Linked DNA regions of Mus musculus: region 2 is linked to region 1. Evidence: chromatin contacts called from public HiChIP or PLAC-seq data. All regions are on one chromosome and are shown on one strand. The core of a region is the stretch at or near the end of the contact, and the rest is flanking DNA. Distances in the headings are between cores, read along the strand shown.

Region 1 (6,445 bases), core at 2,525-5,024:
CGCTGAGCTGGAAGTTCATGGCTTTTTTTTTTTTTTTTCAATTTTCTGTTGTGGAATTTGACTTTTATGCTGCGTTTTCAATTAGATTCCCTTACATTCTCAAGCCTCCTAATTAATATATGTCATTCGTGTTAGGTAGTTTTCTATAATAATATATACTTGTTAGTACATGTATTATTTATTTATTTATTTATTCACTCAGTTTGTGTGTGTGTGTGCGCGCGCGAGTGTGCGTGTGCGCCTGCCATTCACTCCTGTGTCGTGCTGTATCTGGCGGTCAGAGGATAACTCGGGGAGTCAGTGGCTTCTTTTCTTTCACCATGAGGGTCCTGTGAACCAACACTAGGTGGTCAGACTTGTCAACAGGTGCATTTTCTTGCTGAGCCATCTCACCAGCCCCTACAATAACATATTCTTACGACTAAGCCCATAGAGGACACGCAGTATGAAATGGTCCTGAGAAGACGGAGAGGTATTTAGCAAACACAAGCGCAGAGGGCTACATTGCCATCCACGATAGTCACGTTAGGTCATCTTCTCTCCCTTGCAAACTGCATCAATATTTGCAGAAACCTAATCTTCTATATTTTTGTATACTTCTGAGAAGCCATGGGTATTATCAGCAAAAACAATTTTTTAAAAAATTATTTTTCTATATGCTAGAGCAACAGTTGATTTCTATTTAATTCTATTCCTTATAATTTCTACACTTTTTGCCCTGGCCATGTTACCTCTTATTTTTTCTCTCTGGTTTTGGTTTTGGTTTTTCATGACAGTGTTTCTGGGCGGCACTGGTTGTTCTAGAATTCACTCTGTAAATTAGGCTGCCTTCGAACCTGGAGACCTGCCTGCCTCTGCCTCCTAGGTGCTGGGAATAAAGGTGTGTGCCACCACCATAGGGCTTTATTATCTCTTTTATAGCAAACAATGACAATAAATCCAAAGACCCAGTGACAGTTAGAATAAGTCCATAATATTTGTGTTTAATCTGACATAACAGAACTGGAGTTACACTTTGAATTAATTATTTGACAAGTTACAAATGAGCTGTGTAGGCCCTTTGCCCTCTTAGTCTCTGTGTAAGCAGGATTATTGTTGACTGCCTGTAATGCACTGGTGGGCAGAGGTTCCCACAATGTGATATTGGGTCTGCTGGACTTGAAGATTAATCCACATGGTCTCATGGCTGTATGCAGCTCTGGATATTAAAAGTTTTGCGCCTTAATTTTGTGTGCTTAAGATAGGAACAGCAGCTGGGTGTGGTTACATACAAGCCCAGTACTTGGGAGGCAGAAGTAGGTTGATCTCTGTGAGTCTGAGGCCAGCCTGGTCTACTTAGTGAGTTCTAGGCCTGCTATGACTGTGTAGTGAGACTCCCTTTAAAAGGAAGATTTCTTACAAAGGTACAAAATATCTTCCTACTAGAAACAATGGAACAGTTAGCAGCGTCAGAGGCACATAGTGACTCTGCAGCAAATGAACATTATTACGGCTAGTCAAGTAGGTACCGAGCCTACTTCATAGGTACCGAGCCTACTTCAGTGCTAAATTGGATTTGGGAACTTTCCTGAATGTTGAGACTCAGAGGTCTTATTTAATGCCCCTGCCTCCGTGGAAGAAGGAGGCTCATTATCTCACAAGGAAGGAAGACCAGAAGTACAAGCAAGAGCTAACCGAGTGGTTCTATGGCCACCAGAGTCCTGCTCAGCATCCTCTCTGTCCCACCGTTTCTAACATATTAAGGTTTTCCTCATGGTCACAGCATGGCTGCAGCAGCTCCAAGCATTTTCTACCCACAAAGGCCAGAAAAAGAAATGCCTCCTTTTTCCGTGGCTCTATCGGAGAGGGAGAAAACTTTCCAGAAGTCTCCTGGTCTGCGGTACTCTAAAACTTTCCCTCACATGGCTCATTGACTAGAACCGTATCAAGTGCCTGCCCTAAATCCTGTGACTGGCAGGAGAGTGGAAGCACATTCTTGGCTTGGAGCTCGGGGAGCTTTGGCTGCCTTTGAAGCTCAGGCCTCACCACATTCCAAAGCAGATGTGAGTTCAAGGAAGCCGGGAACTTTTGCTGCCTTGGCTGACAGTGGAATCTGCCATCCTCGTTAAGGCACCGCCTTTAGAGTTTTCCTTAGCATAGCATAAGGGGTAAATTTCAATATTTGCATGGTGTCCTGGGTAAACTGCAGAGGGTTGAGCAACTTCAATAGGGAGCACGGTGTAAATAACCATTGCGTTTTCTTTAGCTTTTTGAGACAAGGTCTCACTCTGTAACCCTAGCTGGCCTGGAACTCCTGTGTCTGCCTCCAGGTGCTGGGACTAAAGGTGCGTTCCTCCATGCCTGGCTACTTTTCCTTCATGTTCTGAAATTCTGATAAGAAAATGACTTTCATAGTATTTTAAATGACAATAATATTGTTTAAACTGGGTATGGTTGTGCACGCCTGAAACCTCCAGAGCTCGGGAAGCTGAGGCAGCAGGATCAGAAGTTCAAAGTCACTGTCAGTTACATAGGGAGCCTGAAGCCAGCCTGGAACACGTGAGAGCTTGTCTTTAAAAACATAAGTAAAAGCTATCAGATGTGGTGGTATGCTTACCACTCAAGTTAGCACTGTGACCTGGGAGAACCGAGCCAATAAATGAGGCAGACTAAAGTCTCATGCCATAGTCAGTTTTACTCAGAGCCTCAGACAATTCATACACTGATGGTTAAGAAGAGTCGCATGAGTAAAGTGTCCAGTCACAAAGGCAAGCCGCACTCCACAAAAATAGGTGTTCCCACAGAGGCAGATAAGGCAGCGGTAGCCAGTTGTAATCAACAAGCTGACACGAACTCAGTCCTCACCACTGTACCCGGGAGGGGCAGGGAAGTGTAACCCAAGGACAATTCCACGTTATTGAAACTGAGGTCACAAGATCTGCTCTTGGTTTCTTGGAGTTTTCTCACAAGCATCCAGAATCCTCCTCATTCTTGGACCAAGTTCCAACAGTGGCTCACACTTTTAACTGCAGTACTCTGGAGGCAGAGACTGGTGGATTTCCATGAGTTCAAGGCCAGCCTGATCTACACAGTGACTCTGACTCAAACAAACCAACAAACCCCAACAACAATAACAAAAACAAACAAACAAAAGCAAAAACAAAAACCTGCTAAGCACTGAACTGTATAGAGATCCCAAATAATACCTACAAACGTTTTAAGATTACAAATCTGACCTTGCTTCTCTCCACTTGCTTTCTCTATTTCAGGTTTTATATTTGAAAACCTGAAACGGTTATATCAACTCCAGATTAAGACTTTTTTTTCTTTTTTAGCTAGGTGGTGGTGGTGTGCCTCCCTTTAATCCCAGAACTCAGGTGACAGAGGCTGGTAGATCTCTGAGTTCTAGGCTAGCCTGATCTACAGAGTTTCAGGACAGGTCAGACTACATACACCAAGAAACCCTGTCTTGAAGAAAACAAACCAATTAAAAAACCAAAAAAACCAAAAACCTCAAAGCCAAAAAAAACCCCAAGGACTCTGGAAACCTGACAACATGCTCACACACATATGGAGTGTTAGAGTGGGCATCAGGACCTAGCCCAGAAGATGCTACAACAGAGCCTTTCGGGGTAAGTGGGTAGAGGGTTAATGGGTAGAAAGAGAAGCCAGGTGAGGTTTGGTCGGTTGCTATGTATTGTAAAGCTAAGTGCAGTCCCCAAGACCTGGCTGCTCCAGAAGAGTCTACACAGACCCAAGTGACTGCTAGGTTGTGGATAGCCCTGGGGCTAATTATATTTGCTGTTCTGTTCTCCTGTGAGTGGTTGCAAACGAGGAATGAGTCAGCACTTAGGTGATTTCCTGTAAACCTGCTTCCCACCTTAATTTGTAAAATAAAGGAGAGCTGATGACTGGGCAGATAAAAGGGAAGGTGGAGCAGAAGGTGGGAAGAGAGAAGGAGAAAAGAGAAGAGGGAAAGAACACAGAGGAGGAGGAGGAAGAAAAGCAGAGCAGCAGCACCTGGCCTGAAGAAACCACAAGTTCAAGATGGTAGCGTAGTGGTAGATCTGCCTAACCTAGATATATAGCATGTATTCATATTAATTATGTTGTGTTTTCATTGCCGGGGCATATTTGGGATGGAGAGTTTTACCGCAACAACACTATGTGACCTTGCCCCCAAGTTATGTCTGTTAGTAAATAAAGATGCCAACCGCCAAGAGTTGGGCGGAATAGACATAGGAGGGGTTTGGGGTTTCAGGGTTTGGGGATAGAGGAGAAACACGAAGGAGAGACAGAAGGAGGTGGGTAGAGGAGAAGGCACCATGGGATAAGAATCTTAAAATAATGGCAATGTGGGGTTTGCTCACTAAGTTAAGAGCAACCCAGACAAAACATGGCAGATTATAGCATGGGATTATTGGCTGGGAATAGACATAGTGGCATGGAGTGCAGAGGGCAGACATCTGCCCAGCTCTTGTGCTAAGGATTACTATTCAAAGAAAGGTTGTGTGTGTCTATTATCCGGGAACTCAATGGTCAAAGGCAGAGTAGAACCCCTGGGTTGAGATTAAATAAAGACAACAGATGCCCATTCCTGGTGCTCTCTCTGGAGCCTGCAGTGTCAGCTTTCTCTCCACCTCCAGAGTCTGCCTGGAGAGTGAACGGTACCAACAGCTGGGCAGCCCACAATCTCTGCTCAAGTGCTCTGGCTTAGGGAGTTTGTATGACGTAGCCATAGGGGGCAAATGAGAAGGCCTGTGAAGAAAGTGAAGATCGGTCTCGATGAGAATTGATTTATTGAGCAGAGCTGTGTTCCAGCATGCTTATATATATTTTTAAGTTCACTCATTGCCCTGGCTACATGAGGTGAGAACTGCTATTGTCCCATCTCACAGATAAGGAAAACTGAGGAACTGCGTGTTAAATAAATTAGCTCAGCATGTGCAAACTGAGGCAGGGGGTATTAAATAATTAGCCTAAGATAATAAGGTAGTCAATGGATGTCATGATTTGAAACCAGGTGGTTTGGTTCCAGACAGGAGGTCCCAATAACTTCTCTTCTCTGTCTCTTGTGTCCTGCAACTCTTTCACCTCTCTCCAAGTAGGTCCAGCCAAAGCCCAGATGCCTTTGTGGTCTCTTGATCTTAACCAATCTCCTCCACTTATTCTTGATCTCTCTGTTGCTCTTCGGTAGTAAACAACACCCAGGAATCTCTTTGTTCTTTTACTCCTGGGTTTTTATTTCCACAAATCCACTGAGGCAAAATGGCCACTGCCAATTTTGGGCTAACTCTCCCTTAGGATGCATTACCAGGTCTTCTGCAAGACCAGTGGGAATCTCCCTTTCTACCCACTCCAGGCAAAACAGTTTCACCAGGCAGGTCCTTCTAGTTTTAAAAACTCTGAGACTTTATCCTTGGATCTGCCATCAGTTTTCCCTGTGTAATCAGTACATGAGATTTCCTATTGCTTTGTGTCTTTTAATAAATAAGGTCAAATTAAAAATCCCCACAGCCAATGGGATCCCTCTCAAAAGCTTGGGCTTCAAGGGCCCTGGGAGCCGTGTGGTGACCTAACTAAGAAAAAAAAAAAAAGCCCTTGCTGCTCTCCTGAAGTCTAGAGTGAATATGAGCATAAAATTGGGAGACAGACAGGAAGTTCCTGGCAGAAAGGGCATTTGGTTTCTCTTCCTCAGAATTCTTCCTTTTTGCTCAGAATGGCTGCCTACTGAGATGTCTACTCTGACATAGCTTCCTTTTTGGGAAGTTAAACATTGGAGTCTTTGTCAGTGGCATGACGACCTGAGAGAAACCAGGTAAGGGAATAGAACTTAGTTTGGCTCATGGTTTGGGAGAGCCTTCACTTCAGGGTGGTTAGGTCCATCACTGTCGGCATGAAGGGAGGGAGACTACCATGGTGTCATGGCAGACAGGAAGAAGAGAAGGTAGCAGGAAAGTGCCAGGGGGAAATATACCCTTCAAAGGCATGTCCCACGGACCCACTTCCTCCAACTAAGCTCCTCCTTCCACAGTTCTACGCTTCCAATATCCATCCAGTGTCCATCATCCATGGTCATGACTCAGAGCTCGAATGAGCTAACCCTCCAGGGATGGCCCCTACAGACACACGTGCAAATGTCCTCTACTAGTCTGCTAAGGTTTCAATCCAACGGAGCGATAGAATTAACGGTCGGGGAATACCTTCCTTTTCCTCCCCAGACTGATGGGGTGTTCGCCAGAGCTCCTCCAGAACTCTTCTATACTCGCCTGTTGGCTTGTTCATCCACGGCCCGGATTGTAGATCCTTGTGAGCAATGACCTCACCTCATCCTCCCGCCACTGGTTTCTAGTCCTCCCTTGCAAAGGATCTGGTTCATAGACATTTGATAAATATTTAGTAAGTGAATGGATGGGGCCCTGAGTGTAGATGTTTTCCCCCTCCGTGTTTGGGTACCTTTTCATCT
Region 2 (7,157 bases), core at 2,635-5,134, 380 kb after region 1:
TGACAGTGGCTGAAATCCAAAGGGCTCAACCCTCTCGTTAGAAACAGCGCATTGGGCTGTCCATGAATACACCATTCTCTTGATTTTTTTGGCCTTGGTCCTGGAGATGAACCACACTGTTGGGGGTGACCTACCAGCAGGAGGGGCGTGGGATGTTCCCTGCAGAGGGGAATGAAGTTTCAGATTACAATCTTTCATCTTCCACTGAAGGGGGTGGCAGGCTCCAATGCTCTCATCTCCAACCCCTCAGAAAGCATCGAGGCTACGGTGTTTCGCTTGAAGTTCTAAACTTTGCTCTGCCTCTTTAGTGGTACTGCCACAAAAAGCAAATCTGTGCAACCTAGGATGCCTTTGGGACTTTGGGAAGAGCTTTCAACAGAAGCTCTGTGCTACTATAAGTACTCTTGGACCCAGGAGCTCATTCTCAGACTAAGACTTTGGGCCTGCCAAAGACGCCACACAGCCAGCGAGTCTGCACCGCAACACACGGGACACAGTGCACCTAAGGTTCTGGGAAGCTAGGGGGAGCAACAGGTGCGTATCAGCGTGGGAAGACGAGTGGTCTCAGTGTGAGAGAGCCAGCCACTGCAGGCCTCCACGTGACAATGCCATCCTGATTCACATTTGCTGGTAGAGCCAAGAGTGGATAGCACAGTGGTTAACAGGACTGACCAGTCAAACATGAAGGGATCAGCAAGTGGGATTAGCATCTGTCACAGCCCCTCACGAGCAGAGTGGTCTTTTCTTGTGAAAAGTCATTTCAGTAGAGAGAAAGCGTGAATACCTACGTGAAGCCAATTTCAGAGCGGTCTAGAAGTGCTCTGGATAATCCTATGTACTTTCACCCCAGAGTCCTTCTTCACTTGATCTGGAGCTCCTGGGAGACTGGCAAGCTTTATAAAACTTCTGCAGTATCACCTGGACTAGGAGCCTTTAGATGCTGCCATTTGGGCTGGAGAGCGGGCTCAGTGGTCAGGAGTGCATGTTGATTTCAGGCTGCTCACAATGCCTGGGAGTCCTGCTTCAGGGATCTGACGTCCTCCTCTGGACTTCTTGGGCACTGCGTGCACTGTGCAGAAGTCCACACACATGTACAGGTAATTTTTAAAAATAGTAAAAATTTTAGAAGCATGCTGCCACTAAAATGTTAACAACAACAACAGCAACAACAACAAAATAACAAACTGAGGAAGCAGCAGCAAGAGAAAGCTGCTTCACTTCGGAATCCTGCCATCCCACAGGGTGTGTGTGTGTGTGTGTGTGTGTGAATGTGCATGCATGTGTTATGTGTTACCCAGCCCTCACATCCACTGTGGGCATCCTTTGGGAGGGACCAGCTTTCATCACATACCATAATAATACCAACAGGCTTCCTACACGGAGAGGCATTCTTTCTTTACAGAGTTTCTGTCTGGCCTGGGTGGAAAGAGCGTTGAGTGGCTCCAAGAAAATTGGTATAAACTAAATGACAATGAAAGCACGCCTATGTCCTGTCAGATCTTCCAGCCAACTCTGCTGGTAAGGCAGAAGGAAAAGAAGAAAAGAAAAGGAGAGTGGGGGGGAGGGAGGAGGAAAAGACAGATTTCTGTCTGGACACCCATTCTCCTCCTTTCTGCTTCCCCCACCCCCACTCTCATACTCTCTCTTTGTGGTACTGAGAAACAAAGCCAGGACTCATTTATTCCATGCCAGCCTCACACCACTGAGCTAGCTTTCCAACCTCAGGAATAATCTTTTCTAACACAATTCCTTCTTGTTCTTCTTTATTCAGACAACAACAATACAGGAAAAGTTTTCTGATGTAGAGAAGGTATAATATAAAATAGCTTTGATTATTCAATAATATATCATATATACATTGTAACATAATTTATAAAATATATTATTGATAACTATTTTATAGATAAAAAGTATAATAAATACCTGCTTACTAAATATATCCAATCTAGCTTTCTATCATTGTTAAAACTTCAGTTTTGGACAGACGGGCGGACGGACAGACGGACGGGTGGATGGGCGGACGGACAGCTGAGCAGTGAAGAGCATGCGCTCCTCTTGCAGAACACCTGTATTCAATTCCCGGCACCCCCCACACTGGGCAGCTCACAATGTCCGGGGTACTTTGATAAACACTTGAATTCACATGTGCACACAGTCTACCCCACACACGTACACATAATTAATAAATAAACAAATCAATCTTTAAAGCTTCTCAGTTGCTTCAGGTTGAGCAGAGTGAACGCTTACATTTGGGTGGGACTGACCGTTATGTGCTGGCCAAAAGGATAGATGACAAACAAAACACACACAGACCCAGAACAGCAGCTTCTTCTGGGAATCGGGAGGAGGGTAAGCAGGCAGCCCAGGAGGCAGAGGTTGCAAGACGACCCTGATCCTTGGCCATGAGCTGTTCAGGAAACACACAGGCTACAAGACCTTCGAGGTAGCACCATCCAGAGACCAGAGGCTGCTCTGTGGACAATACTTAGGATGGACGATCCCCTCCCTCTTCCCTCCCTCCCTGCTCCCTGTTTCTCTTAACTCTTAAAACAGCACTATCTCGCCCTTGATTTAATCACTTAAGTGAAATCCATGCATCAACGTTAGGCAGCGGTTGTCACAAGCAGGACTCCTCTCTCCGCTGCCATGTATTTTCTCAACAAATGTGGGGATTTTCTTCAGCCCTGTGAAGTATATGGTCAGTTTTACCACAGTCAAAGTCCTGACTCACTTAGGGTCCAGTAACAAGCCTTACAAGTCACAGGTCAACATATACTATCAGTGAAGCAATTACTCTTTAGCTCCAAATAAATTAAACCATGGTCTTTTTCATTGTTGATGTTAAGAATAAAGAAGTCCTAAGGGCTCCCCCTGCACAGCCCTGGGCTTAGAAGGCAGACCTGGAAACTCCCTGCTACCCTCCCCTCCCTCCAGCTTTCTCTGAACAGGGAACAGTAAGAGCCGATCTTACACATGGGTTTCATTGTTAATTTCACGTCCATGTAAAAACAAATGGACAAAACAAAGAGCTGCTGTTTATGAGATTTTGTGGTATAAAACTACAAATGGCTCTTCCAGTTTTCCTGTTTTGTCTTTTCTGAAAGCAAATTAAATTAGCATAATCCTGCTAATAAGATGAGGTATAATTCTTTCCATAAACTGGAAGTTTATTTTATTTTTATTTTTTGGCCTTTTCAAGACAGGGTTCCTTTGTGAGCCCTGGCTGCCCTGTAACTCTCTGTAGACCAGGCTGGACTCTAAATCAGAGATCCTCCTGCCTCTGCCTCCCAAGTGCAGAGGACATTAAGGGCATGTACCAGTAACACCTGGTTGGAAGAAATTTAAAGATGGGAGAAAAGAAATTGGCTCCAGGACCTCTTGGAGTTTTGGCTGCAGTGTCTGTGCAGTATACACACAGCACTGCCTACTCACTGAGACACTGGGAATCTGCATGCATGGCCCTAACTTGATTTGCTTGGTCCTCTGAGGTTTGGAAAACCGTTTACTCTTTCTGGACTTGGGCCCCTTATTACAAAGCAGACATGATCCTAAGATCTCACAGAAGCTGTTGCCATGACCTTAGAAGGTGAACGCAGGGGAAGTACTTGGCCTACTTAGGAATTCTCATCCGAGAGTCTCTGGGCATGGCATTTCCATGGATATTGGTCCTCTCTGACCTTCACCCCAAATTAAAAGAAGGTACTTTTAAGTCTAACAGCCATCTGGTGAGCCAACTCCCACACAGTCCAGAGAAGGGCTGTGGTATGTAGCTATATTTGCAGTTAGAAGGCTCCATTTTTCTTTACTTTCCATTACAGAAGTGTTCATGCTGTGTGAGTGAATGCTATATATGTGCAAATTGCAAATCCACAAAGCCTGGAAGTGGATGTTAGATCCTTGAGAGCTGTAGTTATAGGATGCCGTATGTGGGTGGTAGGAATTTAACTCAGGTCCTCTAGAAGTATAGCAAGCTCTCCAGATGCAATGAGATGTTTTGTTAAAGCGATTTATCCACTTAGACAGTGACTATTTTGGGAGCAAAATAGACTCCATACAGTGGGCTATCCCTTCATATAATGTATGTGCCTGGGCATCTGAGAGGTACAGATTTCAAGTTTCACAGGCCTCGGGGGCTGATATTTTTCCAAAGGATTTTTCCCGTTTTTATTGAAAGAGTTCAGTTGAATTGCTCTAAAGAGCATTAAATCACATTCATGGGAGGCCATTGGCTCAGGCTGAGCTCGTGCATTAGGCTCTGGCAGACCAGAACAACTCAGAGCGCAGCCGCTCCTGCTCGGTGACACTAATCCAACTGAACCTTTAACCGGTCAGTCTTTCATAAAATAGGAGACTTACTAACCAATTAAAAGTGGTTTTTCTTGAACCTCTTGATGAGAGAGTCCCTCTGCTTAACCCTGGAAGGGAAGTAACTTTGCACCAATCTGCTTTGAAGTCGCCCTTGCCCTTTGAAGCCCTTTTCTGCCCACAGGCAACCTCCTCATACCACCAGACCAACTGTTGTCTGCAGAATGGGTTGCCGTGCCACCCCAGAATTGCTAATAAAAGCCAATTAGGTCTTCCAGGCTTTTACAAATGCGCGTTTTGCCTTAGTGCTCTGTTTTCCAGGAGGCCGCCCCTTTATGACTGTGTTTATTCAGCTATTCAGAAAGCACACACATGAATAATCTTAAGAAAAATGTTAGAAGATCTGTGACTGTTCTTGTCTCTTCCTCTTGCTGATGGGGAGCTTGTGAGTGCAGAAATCCTTGGCAAAGGAGACTGCCCATGTGTGCTGCCGTGCAGAGTGTAAGGTAGTTGGTAATTGTGACAGTTTAAGCATTTTAATAAAGATACGTTTTTAAAACGCACAAAACACTAGTGTGATGCGTCTGGACATTTGCTGTCTTTTTCACTGACTTCCTCCCATTTTTTATAGTGATTATTGGTAAGTCACAGATTTTTTTTTAATCTTGTCTTCACATAGTGCTTTAAAACTACAAAATGGGAAAATGAGTCAAGGGAGAAGAGAGTTTTGATACAGCCTCTAAAATCTAGTTTTGTAGTACAACTGACGGGGCAGACAGTAGCTAGGAGGCTTTCAGTGCTTGCTAAGGCTGGGCACTGCTAGGTGGATGCTAAGGCTGGGCACTGCTAGGTGGATGCCAAGGCTGGGCACTGCTAGGTGGATGCCAAGGCTGGGCACTGCTAGGTGGATGCCAAGGCTGAGCACTGCTAGGTGGATGCCAAGGCTGGGCACTGCTAGGTAGATGCCAAGGCTGGGCACTGCTAGGTGGATGCCAAGGCTGGGCACTGCTAGGTGGATGCCAAGGCTGGGCACTGCTAGGTGGATGCCAAGGCTGGGCACTGCTAGGTGGATGCCAAGGCTGGGCACTGCTAGGTGGATGCCAAGGCTGGGCACTGCTAGGTGGATGCCAAGGCTGGGCACTGCTAGGTGGATGCTAAGGCTGGGCACTGCTAGGTGGATGCTAAGGCTGGGCACTGCTAGGTGGATGCTAAGGCTGGACACTGCTAGGTGGATGCCAAGGCTGGGCACTGCTAGATGGATGCAGCACGGTTATACCGAGGCCTCCTTCCGCTGGAAGGTTGGATCCAGCCCTTCCAGGAATGGAGGCTCTGCGGCGGCGGCGCAGATGGGAGGCTACTCTGCATTGTGTGCTGGTACTTTTGCTGTTCTCTAAGCTGAGGAGCAAAAAGAAATGTCCCAAAGCCACTGTGTAGTAATCCTTTGAAATGAGTTTGTATTTCACAAGATCTCCCAGCTACCTTAACCCACATCCTTCACCCCATACACAGCTCCATAAATGAGGGAATTTATAGGTTATTTGGAAGAAAAAGAGCAGGGTATTTAAACTTTAAAAAAATGTCACTGTACTTAACTGTTAATGAAGTGTTGTGTGGTGGGGCCTCCAGCTCTTCTGCTGTTTGTAGCCAGCAGCCCTCATTTGCATGCCCAGGGCAAGCACTAATCCTTACCATCAGCTGCTCCCCAGAAAAGCATTCACCCCATAATACTGTTCATCCTGCTGGTTTATTTAGCAAAGCCTTTCTTCCCAGCATACACAGGCTTCCATTTCAGGCCAAGCTGATTACCCCAGATTCCTAATTAGTGCTAATTAAAGCTTTAATGGATAGCAGCCAGAATTTAAAAGCATGCCACCTCCTTTAAAGACCCATGGCTGGTTCAGGGCAGGAATGAGCCAGCCCCAGGACTTCCCATGGAGTGACACAAGCTCCTGGGTACCTTGGCACACAACATGCAGGCCACGGCTGGTGACCTGGAGCCTCTCCATCCTGTTTTCCCAAGGAAAGCAAGCTGCTTGCTCCAATCAACCTCTAAATGTCTACTGAAGTCAGGGATAGTTTTCAAGGAGGACATCATTCAGTATTCCCGACAAGGTCAGCCTCAGAGCGATTTCCCCACTCTTGTCATGGCGGGGAAACAAGACAAAATACCCTAACTAAAATAATTCTGAGGAGTCCAGTAAACCTTTGTTGGGCTGGAAAAGCCTTCTCATACTGACCCTGCTGCAGGGGAATAGCTCAGAACATTCCTGGTATGTCAAGCCCGAAGGCAGCAGTCTAAATCTACCCTTTTCTTATACCATCTCTGCAATGTGCAAGCTGACTCATCGTAAACATGGCCAGACTGAGTCATCAATGTTCACAACACGGAAAGAAGAGAGGATCTGGAGTTTACCATGAGCTCATGAGTGCCCAAGGAGATGCTGAGTCACAGGGGTTCTGAGTCACCAGCCTGGCTGCTGGGAACTGAACTTAAGTCCTGTGCTAGCTTGGCAAGTACTCTCAACACGAAGCCATCCCTGCAGCCCCACATCTAGATTTTGAGAACATTCTGTGCTAGGTGCTTTGCTCCCGAGACAGGGTTTCATGCTGTCAGACAGATCTCAATCTTACCATCTATAAGTAGACAAGGATGGTCAGAATTTCTCATTCTCCTGCTCCCACTTCCCATCTGAGGTTAGTAGAATATGCCACCACGCCTAGCTTACGTGGTGGTGCTGGGGATCAAACCTTTTGCGCACACTTGGCAAGCTCTCTCCTAACAGTCTGTTTAAATTCCCACAGCACGGTTGGCAGCGGGACCTGTGTGAAGACCACTGAAACAGAGATCTCTT

The links. HiChIP or PLAC-seq counts read pairs in DNA pulled down with a chosen protein or histone mark.
Region 2: a contact with region 1 is called in an H3K27ac HiChIP or PLAC-seq map of embryonic stem cells, with 2.5 times the contacts expected there. The contact joins two enhancer-like sites. A contact is called at or near these places in 1 of 484 Hi-C or Micro-C datasets (myocytes), 2 of 115 datasets of contacts at active chromatin or transcription factors (both in embryonic stem cells) and 2 of 9 other capture datasets (embryonic stem cells and embryonic trunk).

What each region holds. Positions count from the first base shown.
Region 1 is chr6:52,436,592-52,443,036 of GRCm38.p6, forward strand. No RefSeq gene overlaps it. Among named protein-coding and RNA genes, the nearest start is that of 1700094M24Rik, 53 kb to the right of the region's middle. RefSeq lists an enhancer at 6,026-6,445. Within about 2 kb of position 3,775, at least 20 of the 459 cell types and tissues checked have an H3K27ac peak or open chromatin away from gene starts, as enhancers often do. A contact at or near this core is called in embryonic stem cells, where this site is marked.
Region 2 is chr6:52,819,032-52,826,188 of GRCm38.p6, forward strand. The region is part of intron 2 of Jazf1 (JAZF zinc finger 1); the gene reads right to left. Among named protein-coding and RNA genes, the nearest start is that of Gm52904, 24 kb to the left of the region's middle. Within about 2 kb of position 3,885, at least 8 of the 459 cell types and tissues checked have an H3K27ac peak or open chromatin away from gene starts, as enhancers often do. A contact at or near this core is called in embryonic stem cells, where this site is marked.